Regions from separate parts of the Rattus norvegicus genome. Here region 2 is linked to region 1. A link is a contact called in public Hi-C data. All regions are on one chromosome and are shown on one strand. The core of a region is the stretch at or near the end of the contact, and the rest is flanking DNA. Distances in the headings are between cores, read along the strand shown.

The links. A called contact is a pair of places that touch in the nucleus more often than the background predicts.
Region 2: a contact with region 1 is called in a Hi-C map of frontal cortex, with 2.2 times the contacts expected there. The contact joins the promoter of Ppm1k here to the promoter of Lancl2 in region 1. A contact is called at or near these places in 2 of 12 Hi-C or Micro-C datasets (frontal cortex and mammary epithelial cells) and 1 of 1 datasets of contacts at active chromatin or transcription factors (oligodendrocytes).

Annotation. Positions count from the first base shown.
Region 1 is chr4:88,810,934-88,815,601 of GRCr8, reverse strand. Lancl2 (LanC like glutathione S-transferase 2) reads left to right here and starts at 2,723. Exons shown (of 9, transcript NM_001014187.1): 1 at 2,723-2,935. The coding sequence starts at 2,732.
Region 2 is chr4:88,939,658-88,944,325 of GRCr8, reverse strand. Ppm1k (protein phosphatase, Mg2+/Mn2+ dependent, 1K) reads right to left here and starts at 1,977. Exons shown (of 7, transcript NM_001107863.1): 1 at 1,767-1,977.

The DNA of each region.
Region 1 (4,668 bases), core at 1,474-3,973:
TCCTTCTTTAAATGAGGAAAAAGAATACCCTTGGCAGGGAAGGGAGAGGCAAAGATTAAAACAGAGACTGAAGGAACACCCATTCAGAGCCTGCCCCACATGTGGCCCATACATATACAGCCACCCAATTAGACAAGATGAATGAAGCAAAGAAGTGCAGACTGACAGGAGCAGGCTGTAGATCGCTCCTGAGAGACACAGTCAGAATACAGCAGCAGCAAACCACTGAACTGAGAATAGGACCCCCGTTGAAGGAATCAGAGAAAGAACTGAAAGAGCTTGAAGAGGCTCCAGACCCCATATGTACAACAATGCCAAGCAACCAGAGCTTCCAGGGACTAAGCCACTACCTAAAGACTATACATGGACTGACCCTGGACTCTGACCTCATAGGTAGCAATGAATATCCTAGTAAGAGCACCAGTGAAAGGGGAAGCCCTGGGTCCTGCTAAGACTGAACCCCCAGTGAACTAGAGTATGGGGGGAGGGCGGCAATGGGGGGAGGGTTGGGAGGGGAACACCCATAAGGAAGGGGAGGGGGGAGGGGGAAACCGGGAAAGGGAATAACACTTGAAATGTATATAAGAAATACTCAAGTTAATAAAAAAAAAAAAAAGCTAAAAGTATAGTGCTTAAAGCAGGGATTCATCTGTACTGATACTTGAACTCTATCAATTTTCTATCTCAGCATCTTGAAACTGCAAAATGTTGCCAGCCTAAGAACGGGTTGCTATATCATGCTTGCTTAAGCTGAAATGATTTTCAGGATTTTAGGAAAAATATGGCCAAGACAAAATGGTTATGAGTTATATTTGAGAAGTCAGGAACGTTTTTGAAATCTGTATGTAAAGACATTTTTGATTGCTATAGATTTGCAAAGCATCCCTGTCTTGGTGTCTGACATCATCTTCCCCTCACCTGATCCTTACATCCTGTCTGGAACCTGTTCATTGTTGGGCTGGGCTCCTGTACTCCAGCTGTAGTAACGGCATAAAAACATATGCAGTCTGAGGACTTTCCCTGCGAGTAACATAAATAAAAGGCCGAAACCTAGGCCAGTCAGAGAAGAACTGTCTCCTAATGATTTCACAGTGGGAGGGCTTGTCAGACCCCTTGCCAAAGATAGAGAAGCAGATACTATGATGGGCCAAGGTTGAGCCAGACCACAGCTGAACCTGGGTGGCTTAGCAAGGCAAACAAATCTCTGGTTTACTATTTAAACCTAAGCAAAAGGGCCAGGACCTGAAAACAAGGTGGATAGGCGTGTGTGTATGTGTGTGTGAGACCCGGAGAAACCATGTTTGTGTTTGTCTCTGGTTCTTTGTCCCTCTCCCTTGTGTAGGTACATTCAACAAATCTTTTTCTGCTTTTCACTGTTGTCTCTTGATTGACTATGAAGGCCGGTGGCGGAGCCTAGCTAGTTAGGGGTTCCAGGAGATAGAGTCTGACTCTTCTAATTCTGATCTACACTGTCATGATCATTTACTGGAGGCTGGAGGTTGCACATATGATAAGGGAGGGGATGAAAATCTAAACCTTCTCCACTTTATTCCATTTGGAGGCCAAAAGCAGGAATGACATAATCCTAGCTGTTTGATAGTGTTCTATTATGTCACTTTTGGCATTAGACTAATATGTACCTTGCCTGGACTCCGGAAATCACATACATCAGGTTGTTTTCTGTTTCTTGATTTTCTTGCCTTTCTAACCTGGTATCCCCAGAGGGCACAAACATTTTGTCACTATGTAACAATGTTTATTAAATGAAAGAACCGCAATACAATATTTCCTTTTAAATCATCACACAGATTTGGTTCTAAGTAAATAATGCAAAAAAAAAATCCACACAGAACCAATAAAGGCTGTAAATTTATATATAGTGATTATAAAAATACAAAGATCTATTTGCTTGTGTCCTCTTTGCTATCCATGTTATTCTGCTGGCTAATTATGTTAATCTCGTGATCATGGGGTTCTCTGGTCTATAAAATATTTAGATGATTAACAATCATTCTTCTATATTATTTCTCACAATTAAAGAGGTGTACTTACTCAAAACAATAAGAATGAAAATAAAACATTAAGAAAACAAAACAAAGGCCTGTGGCTCCTCCTCCAAGCAACCCCCCTCCCAGTGGTGATGAATGGGAGGGACTGTATCCCCCCTCCCTCGGGAGGCTATCTTTTCACTGTTTTAGGCCGTTTTGAAATTCTTTTCTTTAGAACAGGTATTTTTAATCAAACAAAGCAGTTACTGTTCCTGTGGTTGGCGCACGACCAGGGCCGAGGACACGGACGGGCAACAAGGCTGGGCTGGTGAGATGCGGTCAGTTTGGTGATGGAGCGTCTAAAGATGCGCCTTTCCCTGGTCTGCGAACCGTTCACACTTTGAATGAATCCATCTTTACAGGCTTTCCCTACCGGAATGTGGGCTTTCTAGGCGTGCGGTTTTCTCTAGAATCTCTCGGAAGGACACGGCCACGAGAGAGGCGAGGATAACTGGGAGACTTTGTGGTTGGTGGGCCTGGCGGCAGGCTGAGAGCCGCTGCTGGGAGGGCGTGACTGGCGGAGGCTGGAGGTTCGGCTTTTTCACGCTAGCTGCATCCAGATGTGCAAACCACGGATCACCAGGAAGGCTTCGCCGCGTAGCCCCGGCCTAAACGCCTTCCAGGAGGTTTGTCCCTGCCTGCGCGCCGTGCCCTGAGCTTTCAGGCAGGGGAAGCGCGCGGACATGGGCGAGACCATGTCAAAGAGACTCAAGTTCCACCTAGGAGAGGCGGAGATGGAGGAGCGGTCGTTTCCTAATCCCTTCCTAGACTATGAGGTCGCTGCCTCCGCCACGGGGTTCGCCTCTGGAACTGCGGAGGAAACAGGCCGTGTTTGCCCTCTTCCCACCACAGAAGACCCGGGCCTCCCTTTCCACCCCAACGGGAAGGTGAGTTGGTTGCCAGGGCCAGGACCAGCGGTTGGGAGGGTGAGGCCACCTGCGCCAATGGTAGCGTCCAGCGGTCACGCCCTGGGGTGCGGTGACGTCATCGGCGCGCGTCCCGCCCAGTCTAGGTCCTGCCCAAACGGCGGGGAAAAGGTGGTTTGGTTATGCATTCCCTCTGTTGAGACCTGAAACAGTCTGATGGAGCACTTTGATCGTTCTTGGGAGTAAAATGAGAATTTGCTGTTAGGTAGATTTTTTTCACATCTGCCAGTGGGCATGTACTTACTTGGAGAAACGCTAAAGTCACAGCCTGTTTTTCCTTTTTTTTTTTTTTTTTTGTTCTTTAACAACTTCATACATGTATTCTGGTTGCTTCCACCCCACTGTCTTTCATCCCCTTCCCTCTTCTGTACAACCGCTTCCCCTATGAGTTGCCCCCCCCCCATTTGTGTCTTTGTTTGTTTGTTTGTTTTGTCTTCCTGGGCTTTACCAAGACCTTCTCCGAACCATCCTTTGGTCCCTACTGGTGGATTCAGTAGCGTACACAACTGAAGACAATGGCTACCCCTCCTCCAGAACCAATCTGTTGTTAAGAGTTTGACATTAAGAATTAGAGCCCCGTGAACCCCTCCCCATCTGTGACTGACTTTTGGGAGGGCCTGTCCTGTGCACATCCAGCGCAAATAAGTATAATTATAGCAATTCTGAGCTCATGGTCACATTGGCATTATCAACTAGGACTTTTTTGTTTGTTTTTTGGCCAACCCCTCACATGTCACTTGTAGTGATATGAAACCTTTGGATGTGTGCCCAAGAGTGCGATAGCTGGATCTTAGAGTATTATTTATTTTTGAAACAAGAGAACCACTACGTATGCATCCCCTAGCTGGCCCGAAACTTGGATACCTGCTTCCCTTTATCTCTTGAGTGCTGGGATTAAAGCTATCCATCATGCTCAGTGCATAAGGTGTTTTTACGTCTAACTTTTGAGGACCCTCTGGATTGATTTCCAAATCGGCCACACCAGATTACACTCTCACCAATAGTGTAAAAGGATTCCCCTTACCCCACACCCCTGCTAGCATTTCTTATTTGTATTCTTGATAGTGGCCTTTCAGACTGGGGTAGGATGGAATTTTAAGGCAATTTCCATTTGCATACTACTCATCCCTGAGGAGGTTGAACATTTTGGAAAATGTTTACTATTTGTAGTTCCCTATTTTACTATTTTTCCAGTTGCATAGCATAAGTTGCAACTTAAAAAATAATTTTATGGAGGTGTTTTTCCTGCATGTATGTGTGCCACATGCATACCTAGTCCTTGAGGAGGTCAGAAAGAGTGTGCTGGATCCTCTTCAGTGTAGTTGTGGACAGTTAGGAGCAACTGTGTGGGGCTAGGAGCCAAACCTAGATCCTCTGGAAGATTCCTAAATGTTCTTAATTGTTGAGCTGTTGCTCCAGTCCTGTACAGCCCCCCCACCCCCTTTTTTATTTTTATTTGTTTACTTGATGCTCAGTGTGGGTTATTATTTTTTTTTTATTTGATTTGACTTTTAGGTCTTTGTATATTTTAGACACTAGAAGACACTACTCTTTTGTTGAATGTGTAGTTGGAAAAAAGACTTTCTCCTATTTTGAGATCCATCTCATCTGTTGACCGTTGCTTGTATTGCTTATGCTACTGGAGTCCTGCTTGAAAAGTGCTTACCTATGCCTGCACATTGACGTATACTCCC
Region 2 (4,668 bases), core at 728-3,227, 130 kb before region 1:
AAGTTCATTCTTACCACTTTACGCAAGCACCCAGCAGGATTAACTAACTGGGGGTTCTGACAATCAGCAGAGGGCTTAGATTTTTCCGCCCTCTAGGAAGCTGGTGAGGTAACTATAAAGTGGCACTTTGTTATCTTCCCATAATGGAAACACATGATAATTTTTATATGTATGTATGTATGTATGTATGTATGTATGTATGTATGTATGTATGTATGTATGTATGTGGCAGTGCAGGCCAGCACAGGCAGTCACAGGTTAGAGGACATCTTGTAGGCATACCTTCTCGTGCCCTAAAGTAGGTCTTGGTGCTAGAAATCAGCAGGCGGTCACTTTTACTAGTCAAGCCACATCACCAGCCTGATTTTTTTTAATATTCTCAAACTCCAAATTTCTTTACCACCATCCATCATCACCAGCAAAAACCCAGTGCACCCCAATAAATAACTAAAGCCATCTGAAAACTTCAGAAATGAACTTTAGAAAATCGGCAATCTTAATGTCTTTATGTCCTCTTAGAAGAAAGAAAATGTATTAGTTTACTGGAGAAAAGAAAACAACAAAAAGGTCAACGACTCCCTTAGGTCGTATGTGAAAGTCTGTTTGGATAGGCGAACTGAGAATACAGTATGGAAAAGTATTACTCAACTCTGTGAAGGGGTGTGTGTGATGTAGTCAAGGAAAAAGAGACTCGGATTTCTAGAAAAACAATTATAAACAAGAACCCATTATCCAAAGCTTCCTATTTAATGACACTTGTCATACAGTGGTGAGCTGGTTTCCAATTTCCACAAGCTCCAACACACACCAGCAAGACGACACCCTCCCTTCCGCGAAGCTCTGGAGATCTGGATCTCAGGCCGCCCCCAGGTTTTCTCACCGGGGTACGGGTCCAGCAGAGGCCACATCTGCTCAACCGGGTTGGTGCACACCTGGGGGTAAGGGGCTTCGCAGTTTCTATTCCTGCAGCTCCTACAACGAAAACACCAGTGGAGCTTTTGAGACTCGAAATTTTCTAGCTATTTCTACCCAGAGCCTCAATCTTTGTCTCCTCCGGGTAAATTTTCTCTTATGCAGAAAGCGGCTGCGAAAACCCGCACCTCGAGCCACATGTCCCTAAGATAGTGCTCTCCTACCAAGGCAAAACACAAGCTCTCAGATCCAAACAAACCGCCAGGGCTCCACAACCCTTTTCTAACCAGTCTCTTCACAAGTCCCGAATGGACAGGGTTCTGGGCTGGTTTACTGGCCTTGACCAAAGCTGGACGTGGCAGAACACTCTCCAGCCCGGGCAGCCCAGCAGATCTCCCGGCATCCGGAGTCTTCTGGCCGAGAAATAGGTCCGGAGGAAGCCTGTTATAGCCCGCTGGAGCGCACCAAGGGGTCTCGCTGCGAGGAATCAGAGCGGCTTCAGTTATCTTAGCTCGCTTTCTGATTTTTCCATGGGACCCCGCCCATCCCACTATCCCTGCTTCCCTGGCGCTCACTTCCAGCCCGAGGTCAAGTTCAAGGCCGATCGGGGCTGTGTCTGGGGAGCCGGATGCTCGGGCACAGCCGCCGAGGGCCTAGGCGAGAGCAGCTGCTCTCCACCTCGAGAAACGGGGAGCACATCGAGCCCGGAGAGATGCGCGTAGGACTCGGCCTCAGAGTAAGCTGCAGGAACTCATTTCATATTTCTCTTTCTCCTTCCTGAAGACCTCCGGGGACCGCCAATGTCTTGTCAATAACCTAGGAGAATAAACGAATCGAACTCTTCAGGCTCTTACCTTGTAATGGCTTGTGTCTGTAAATTTCTTAATTGGCTAATGGAAGGAAGGGAAGGCTTTCTTGGATGATAAATAAAGCTGAGTTCTCTGTTGATTCTGATCTCCAGACCAAGCAATTAGAGAAGCCACAGCCTCCTCCACTCCTGGAAATTCTTGAAAAAAAATTTCAACCGCAGCTGGCCAAATGGAGACCCGGAGGAGTATGTTTCTGATGATTGACAACAACGCTAGCCAGTTGGTGCTCAGCAGGGCAGGGCTCCTTGCCCGCCCTCAATCTGAGCCAATTACGGATCTAGATAAGAACGAGCCTCCTGCACTGGCGATTTGGCCTCTCAGATTGCCAATTAAGCCCTGTAGACAGACGTCAAATTGGGCCAGTAGCTGTTCGACATGGCGCCCCGCCCTCCCGATGAGCCTTGGCGGCCTCGAATCAGACGCCAGGGACCTTGTTTTTCGCTAGCCACAGGAAGGAGTATCGCTTCTGCCAGAGTTATCTTGGCTGTGACCCGAAAGAGAACAGGACAGCTACGCTTTGCTTGTAGAGCACTTGTACGTCATTCAGTGTTCTTGCTCGTTCTTTAACAAATCACAGAGCAATGTTCTTTGGACTGCCATAACAGGCATCTTGGGATGGCTCGCAACTATCCTGCATACCATAAAAATTCCATCTTTCGAAGGAAGCATTGCCTAGGATCTGGGGGCGTCCCAAATGACTCAAATAATCTAACTGCTTTTAGAACCTTCGGTCTAATAAGGAAGAAGAGGAAGCAAGGCAACAAATAAACAGTAAAAGAAAAATCACATCAAGAGAGGGAATGACTGAGGTGTGGATGGAGAACACTGGGCAGTGAATTTACGTAGGGCGCTGAGTCCCACAGGAACTAGTCAAGGAAAGATGGAGCTGAGCAAAAGGCAACAGCAGATGCCTTTCAGGCTGTATGAGCACACTACTGAAACCTGCCCAGGAGTATTGGCCAACACGAAACTAACTCCATGGTTTTTGTGTGGGGGTGGTTTTTTTTTTTTTTGACACTTTTTAGTCTTAATTTGTTTTTGTTTTGATTTTTGGGTTTTTGTTTGAGACAGTGAGAGTGCATACACAAAGTTAAGTGGGTAAGGAAGTGGGGGGGTATGTGAAAGGAATTGTGGGAAGGGGAAAGAATATGCTCAATATATGAATGGAATAAGTTCTAATTAAAAATATTCTTATAATTCATAATTAAGTCGTGTTGCCTAGTTGCACCTCCTGGCCCAAGAGCATCTGAAGATCCAGTGCATTTAATAATAATACGTTTAGACAGCGATATTCGTGTTGACGCCTCACTAACTCTAATGACTTGTGTTGGGTAGAGAGTCAATTTTCATAAAGCTCTTGAAATTATTACTGGATCTAGCATACAGACAGAAAAGTGCGCATACTGGATGTGGCTCAAGAGATCTTCACAACATGCAGCCTGACTCTGTATCCAGCACCTGACCAAGACAATGTTTCTAAGCCCAGGAGCAGTTCATCCTGCCATCTCACTACTGCTTCCTTGCAGGAGCAGCCTCTGTGCTGACTTTTAACACAGCAGATTAATTCTGCCTTTACACCTGATGTGTATTAAACCGCAACCTATGCGTTCTATTTGCTTACTTGGCTAACTGTGGCTCAACGATGTATTTGTAAGATTTTTTTCCCATGTTGCTATACAGTCGGGGTCTTGATACCTTTCCATTTTGCAATTCGATCATAGCTTATGCATTTATCTTTGTGATAGACGCTGAAGGCATTTCCAGTTTGGAGCTACTACGGTTGGTGACTAGCCTGCTTGGTGCCGTGAGTTCAGTACCTACTACCACAAAACCAGAAAGAGGGCTGGAGATGGTGCACATACTGCTCTTCCGGAATACTGTACAGAATTCCCAACACCAGTGTAGGGAAGCTTATGACCTATAAGTCCAGGGGGTTCAATGCCCCTGGCCTCCAAGGACACCAGCACTCGTGTGCACATAACCCCACACAGACCACACCTATGGACATAATGAAAAATAATAAATCTTTTACATAAAAGAAAATAATTCCTACCATTTGTATTTGTAACTGAGGAGACTGGGTGAAGAGGCTGAGGAAGTGACCTGAGGCACTTAGTTTCCAAGCGGTTGAACTGGGACATAAGCAGGCAATGCCTCTTCATAGTCCTGCTGTCAGCTACTTACTCAGAAGAGGTGACGTGAAGACACTGAACTTACACTCACTCTGCGGTGCTGTCCCAGTGCTGTTCTCTCCAGAGCACCTTGGATGTCTTTCCTACATGCACTGCAGAAACGGCACCATTTAATTCTGACGCATTTGCACAACCATGGTGTCTCTTTTACAGACTTTCTAGTGAGACTGTTCTGGTTTTAGGACTGACGATTCTGTGCTGTGTTTATAATCATGATCTCAGCAGTTTGCTTTGGTAATTTTCAACAAGAAAAGGAGAGGGATAGGGTTTCTGTTGGCAAACGCACAGCCAGGCTCCGATTCTTCAGTCACAGGGACTTGTAGACAGAGACTTTACTCTTCTAACATACAAATCTTATCAGAGAATTTAGGAGGAGGAATTAAACACTAGGTCACTATGACCCTTATCCACAGTAACCTCACAGTATACTCTGCCTGCTCCTGGGCTCCATTGGGAAACAGCCTTCTGGCACAAGGCTTTCTGCATCAGTCACTTCAAACAGGCTAAAGGTAACTTTACCTAATTCCATGTCACAAGTAGAATTGCAAAGCCACCCGAATCTGGTTTGTATCTCCTTCCTAAGGAAAGAGCTTGCGAGAGGGCAAATCTGGTCAAATCTGGTCAAAGTCGTCTTACAGGCATGATTATGTTCTACTCTAACAACTCATTTCCCCCTTTCAGAGCTTCGGGAAGAG